Linked DNA regions of Rattus norvegicus: region 1 is linked to region 2. Evidence: chromatin contacts called from public Hi-C data. All regions are on one chromosome and are shown on one strand. Each heading gives the region's core, a stretch centred on a gene start, on an enhancer-like site or on the middle of the called end of the contact. The rest is flanking DNA. Distances are from core to core; before and after follow the strand shown. Region 1 holds the start of Zfp27 (zinc finger protein 27). Region 2 has its middle 17 kb from the start of Zfp84.

Region 1 (2,914 bases), core at 305-2,804, 130 kb before region 2:
TGCGTGGCACTGGTCTCCTGGAACAAAGTTGCTGAAATGATTTCTGAGATACCACACCCTGAGTCTGGATATTTCTGGGCCTTGTAACTCACTGTAGCAATATTCAGGATGACGACAGATTCCCCGTCTTCCCCTTCTTTGTTGGCGAGGCCCAGCATAGGATTTTTATGATCCATTTAGGTGGCATAAAAAATGAATATTAGTTATTAAAATCTAGCAGATTTACAAAGAATTGTAAACGAGTGGTTGTTCCCGAGGAGGTAGAGCGTTCTGTTATAGAGTAGTGAAAAAAATTGTCTTCGAATTTTTATTTATTTTGAGTCTGGGTCTTACTCTAGGCCGACCTGCGAGTCACTCAGTAGACTTGGTTTGCACTGAATTCATATAGATCAGTCTGTCCGTGTCACACAAACACTTAGACTAAAGGGAAGGTCCAATACTAGGTACATTTTTTTGCTTTGGTGTTTATGGGACTCATTTCTACATAGGTATTTCCTTTCTTAGCTGAACAATATTGTTTTATGAGTTATATGTACGAGTTTGTATATCCAGTCACATGTTTGTGATTGTTGTGGTAATCTCTAGATTAATTGATTTTAATAAAGCAGATATAAGCATTTGTTTACCATTCTTTTATCTTTTTTTTCCCTTTTGGTTTTTCGAGACAGAGTTTTTCTGTATAGCCCTGGCTGTCCTGGAACTCACTTTGTAGACCAGGCTGGTCTCGAACTCACAGATTCTGCCTGCCTCTAGTTCTTTAGTGCTGGGATTAAAAGCATGTGCCACCATCCCTGGCTTTTGTCAGTACTTTTAAAAAGTTTTGTTTTTACTGTTTTTCTGTATGGGTATGTGCTTTAATGCATACATATGTGTCTGTACAGGCCAAAAGGGGATGCCACATCACCAAGAGTTACAGACAGATTTGTGGGCTACCTGTGGTGGGGGCTGGAAACAGAACTCTGGTTCTAGGCAACAGCAGTATGAGCACCTAATGCTTGAGACTCTGTTTCAGCTTGCAATGTCATTTTGTATGTGTGTGTGTGTGTGTGTGTGTGTGTGTGTGTGTGTGTGTGTGTGTTTAATTAGGTATTAAGGGGGTGGGCCATGGTATTAAATTAAGGCTTCATTTACACACTAAGGGCATTGCTGTGTATAAATTATATTTTAATTTTAGGTGCTTTTAGTCACATGTTGGTCTTACTAAGTCCTTTCTTTCCTCCCTCCTGTCTCCCTACCTCCTTCTACATATCTCAGCTTGGCCTATCGATTCATCCTGCCTGCAAATGTGAGCCACTATGCCTCGTATTAAGCTATTCTTGAGGTGCTTAGAGTGGTGAATAACGGAAACGAGCGGGTTTTATGCCTGTATTCTACTCTGTCCTTCCAAAGGACATTCTGACCGCTCTATTCCCACCCACCCCCACCCCTGGCGGTATCTCCCAGGGGGTTTATCCCAGCTTCTACTCTATTTCCCAATGCGGTTTGTCCTATTTAAGATTTTGACATTCTTCCAGTTGCTTCTGATACTGGTTCTGATGCATCTTGGGGTTGCTGGGGTTTTTTTCCTCAGGAGCAGAGTTCCATCCTGAATTGTCTACCTTTTTCATGAATGATTTTTCTATAAAGTGATTGTACCACCTTGATTTTTCCCCTCATATGGTTTCTCCCACAAGCCCTCAATTTTTTTCCTTCTTTGGCTGGATCCCCTGTACCTCATGGTTTCTTCCAGCAGGGGGCGGGCAACTAGGTTTAAAGTATAACAGAACTCATGCCCTCAAAGCTAGAGGAACCTCCTCCTATAGGATGATGCACAGACAAGGGCTACAGTGCTTGGATTTACGTTCTTTATCCCATTCTGTGTAATCTGGCTGGATAGCTATTCCTCTGCTGTACGGAATGCTTAAGTTTCAAAGATGGTGGCCTACGCGGCATCTCCGGGCGCGGCCATAGCCTCTTAAGGAATGGTATATAAAGGTTCTGCAAACTCTTTAGGCACCTAGTGGGTTGTTGGAGTCCTCCTGTGTCGCAGGTATCGCTGAGCATGCGCAGTACTAATAGCCAAGGATTTTTTTTTCTTTTAAAGACCGGAAGTGACCTTGGTCTTTGAAGATGGTTCCCCTCCCCCTCTCCCCTCGCCTCCGCGCGGTTTCCATTGAAGTCTTAAGAGCAAGCACCTTGGAGGTGATTTCAACTAGAATTCTAGGGAATCATTAATGTGTGTGTATGTTGCGAGTTAGTGACTGTATTGGGTACTGTCTGCTGTGTTGATGGTTGTCAGTGGTAAGGATTTCTCCGATCAATAACGGGATTCTGAGTTTTGGAGGAGGGAGGTTGGCCGGCCGGGTGACGTGTGACTGTCCTGACTTGTGAGTGATGTGATGTTAGGGAATGTGATGAGTGGCTGAGGGTCTGTAACACCCGAGAGCCCCTGGGGTCTGTGATCAGTTTGCTTTCTAACCCGAAAGTTTAGCTCATTAATTTTTAGCGTTGGTTAATGTAAGAATTTATATTCTTACATATTTATATGTAGACTTTTTATTGTTGATTAAATACAAATGGTTTTCTTTTTAAATTTATTTTCTTTGATCCAGGAGTCATTTGGAAATGCATTTTCCGTTTTAGATAATATCTCTGGGTAGTGGTCAGGTTGAAAAATGCTTTATGGTCTATATCGTAATCATTTTCATAAATGACTTCACATTGCATAAAAATTACCGCTCCCCAGTTGTATTGTGAGTTATATATCACATGGCCTTACAGTTTTGGTTTTGCTTTTTGTTTTTTGGAGCCCTGGATGTCCCAGAACTCACTATATGTAGACCAGGCTGGTCTTGAACTCAAAGAGATCCATCTGCCTCCGGAGTTCTGGGATTAAAGGCCTGCACCCCACCAGCAGACATTACAGATTTTTTTT
Region 2 (3,206 bases), core at 130-2,629:
TACCCACGTGGTCCTTACAACCATCTGTTACTCCAGGTGCAGGTGACCTGAGGAAGTGCCTCAGTGGTCCCTCCTGCACCAAATCAAACATTTAGATAGCATGTTAGTCCTTAACAAATCACACATCAGCCTTTAGCAGAGGTATTTCTGTGTTAGAGAACCCTAAGAAAAACGGGGCAACTAAGTGTGTAGCACGTGGGTGCTACATAACCACAGAACCACAGGCACTGCACGCTAAACGAGGTCTCTGCCGCTGAAAATGAAGGGAAATTCTCAGACCCAAAGCCATGACCGGGTCTCAGTGTAGCCCAGGCTGGCCTAGAATGCCTGATCCTCGTGGAGCGGCAGCCATACCACCCCCAGCTGAATGAAACATGTTCACAGACGGCTTTCAAAGAGAAGTTAATTAAACAAACTCATGTTCAACCCCCCCCCCAAAAAAAACCAAAAAACAAAAACTCAACCCCCCCCCCAACCCCTAAGCATATTTCACAGCAACACAGAAGCACTAGAAACTCACACATAACTCGCTTATAAACAGAAGTCGTGGCTGCCTCTTCTGAAGAGGCAAAGTGAATTGAAGACACTCCAGGCCTTGTTTGTTTTTCTTTCGGAGGGGTCTCTTGCAACCTAATGTTAGGCAGCAGAGCGCCTTCTCCTCCTGCCTCCACCTCCAAATCCTGAGAGGACAGGTGTGTGCCACCACGCTCTCTGGCTTCACCCCTATGCTTTTCTGAACTTGATCAGAACCCCATTCCACGCGTCAGGGGTCCCGGCTGACCCCACTGGTATGTATCCCCGCAAGCGAGACAGACTGCAGCAGCCCACGGTCATCGTGCCCGAGTTTGCTGCTTCGGCCACCCTGCTTCCCCGGGTTACCACTCTGGGGGCTGCCCGGCCTCTAGGTCAGATGTGTCCCCGGCTTTCAGCTCCTCAGGTCTGCGGGGAATCTGAGGTTCTGCACTGGGTATCTCCAAGATGCAAATCGCGGCCCCCGCCTTCTCGGTCCTCAACCAGGCCGGGGTTTAGGTGTAGCACGTAAACCGCACCCACGAACCGCCACCCGAGTCCCAGGGATCCTCAGAAAAGGTCCCCGGAGAAGAGCGTAGGACGCAGAAGCACCGGGACCACCCCCGTGACGGACCCCGAAGGGTGGATTGCGAGTGCGCTGGCCCGGCAGCAGCGGTGACCCGGGCCTCTCAGCGCTGCCGCCGTGGCACCAAAGTGCTATGGGTGGTGATACTGAAGGCGCTGGGACATCAGATCTCAAACCAGAGACTGAGCGCCACTAGATTTGACTGGGTTCTGGGCTTCCAGAGCCAGGACCCCAGCTCAAGGACTGGGGCAAGGGGTGGGAGGGCTTGTGTGCGACTCTGCAGCAGTGCGCATGCGCGCAAGGGAACCGCGGGGAGGAGGGAGGTTTCAGTGGCATCTTGTGCGGGCCTGGACTGAGGGGGACAGTTTGACTCCAGGTTCCAGGGTTGGGCCGAAATGGCCAAGTCTTTAGGCTTAGAGCAGTAACTCTGGCGTTGGACAAACTGACTCCCTGATGCTTTGAGGTCCAGCATGGAGCACTTGCTGAACCACGTCCCTTACACTAGTTTGGACATCTATTGTTTGTTTTTTAAGCCGTGGTCTCCCTAAATGACCCTGGATTTCTTTCTTTTCTTTCCTTTTTTTTTTTTTTTTAATTTCTATTTTTCGGAGCTGAGGACCGAACCCAGGGCCTTGACCCTGGATTTCTCTGTGACCACCAGGCTGACCTTGGACTTGAATTGCTCCTCCAGCAAACTTCCCGAATGTGGGCATTAAGTGCACACACCATCACACCTCACCCTCTACCTGAGTCAGTTTTTACCAGTTTTTCTTTTCTTTTTTCTTTTCTTTTCTTTCTTTCTTTCTCTCTTATTTATTTATTTATTTTTCAGAGCTGGGGACCGAACCCAGGGCCTTGCGCTTGCTAGGCAAGCGCTCTACCACTGAGCTAAATCCCCAACCCCTCTTTCTTTTTTAAATATTTAGTTGAGACCAACTCTATGCAGCCCTTGCTAGCCAGCAATCTGTATAGACCAGGCTGGCCTCGAACTCAGGGACCCACCTGCCTTTGTTTCTGTGGTGGTAGAATTTGAAGGTGTGGGTTTCTTTTAATGAAGCAGGCTTGGGGTTTAATATAGGCTTCAGCATGAGGGTTAGGAGAGTGGCTCAGAATGACAGCACCTGAAATCATAGGTGTGGGTGTCTCTGAAAGAATAATTGATTGGTTTCCGCGGTATTCTTATGTTCTTGTGGTGGTTTGAATAGGTGTGGCTACTGTAGATTCATGTATTTGAACGCTTGGCCACACGGAGTAGCGATATTGTGTGTGTCCTTATTCAAGGAAGTGTATCGCTGTGAAGGCAGGGCTTTGAGGCCATGCTCAAGGTACACCACGGCTGCCTGCATGCCTCCACCTTTCCCGCATGATGACAACGGACTGAACCTCTGAAAGCCCGCCCCCATGAAATGATTTCCTTTATAAAAGTTGCCCTGGTCATGGTGTCTCTTCACAGCAATAAAACCCTACGAGAGTTCGTACGTGAGGAAGAGTTTTCCTTTGGTCCGTTTCTTCAGTCTAACAGCATGTGTGCACAGATTCTTAATGAGTTATAATTTCTTTCTTTCATTCTAATGCCTATTTTTTTTCCAAGTTTTGGTTTGTGGGAACCCCTGAAGCCCAACAATGGTGGGTTCTGTTTATTTGAACGACAGCCCGGGCTGGCTTGGAACTTGTGATTCCTGTGGTTCAGTCTCTCCCTTCTGCTAGAACTATAGGTATTAGACACCACACTGGGTTACTGGATAGTTTGTCTTCTGATAGGTTTCTAACACTGATATTATTATTATTATTATTATTATTATTATTATTACTGAAGATATTATGGCATTTAATATTTGAGGCATCTGGAGAGACAGCTCAATACTTAAAGAACTGACTGCTCTTCCAGAGGACCCAGGTTCAACTCTCGGCACCAATATGGTGGCTCACAATTTGTCACTCCAATCCCAGAGATACAATGCCTTCCTCTTGTTTCTTTGGGCACTAGGCAATGCATGCAAGCAAAATACTCATACATGTAAAACGCAAAACAAGCCGCAGAGTGAGTTTTAAAAGAAAAGAGGGGGCTGAAGGGACGGCTCAGTGCTTAAGAGCATGCTTTGCAGAGGAC

What was found. A called contact is a pair of places that touch in the nucleus more often than the background predicts.
Region 1: a Hi-C map of Schwann cells shows a contact between it and region 2, with 2.5 times the contacts expected there. The contact joins the promoter of Zfp27 here to the enhancer-like site in region 2. A contact is called at or near these places in 6 of 12 Hi-C or Micro-C datasets (the A7r5 cell line, Schwann cells, frontal cortex and 3 more).

What each region holds. Positions count from the first base shown.
Region 1 is chr1:94,256,833-94,259,746 of GRCr8, reverse strand. Zfp27 (zinc finger protein 27) reads left to right here and starts at 1,554. Exons shown (of 4, transcript XM_008759226.3): 1 at 1,554-2,280. Zfp420 (zinc finger protein 420) reads right to left here and starts at 32. Exons shown (of 5, transcript XM_039093741.2): 1 at 1-32.
Region 2 is chr1:94,130,499-94,133,704 of GRCr8, reverse strand. It overlaps a transcript of Zfp84 not described here. Among named protein-coding and RNA genes, the nearest start is that of Zfp84, 17 kb to the right of the region's middle. Within about 2 kb of position 1,379, at least 67 of the 93 cell types and tissues checked have an H3K27ac peak or open chromatin away from gene starts, as enhancers often do. A contact at or near this core is called in Schwann cells, kidney and liver, where this site is marked.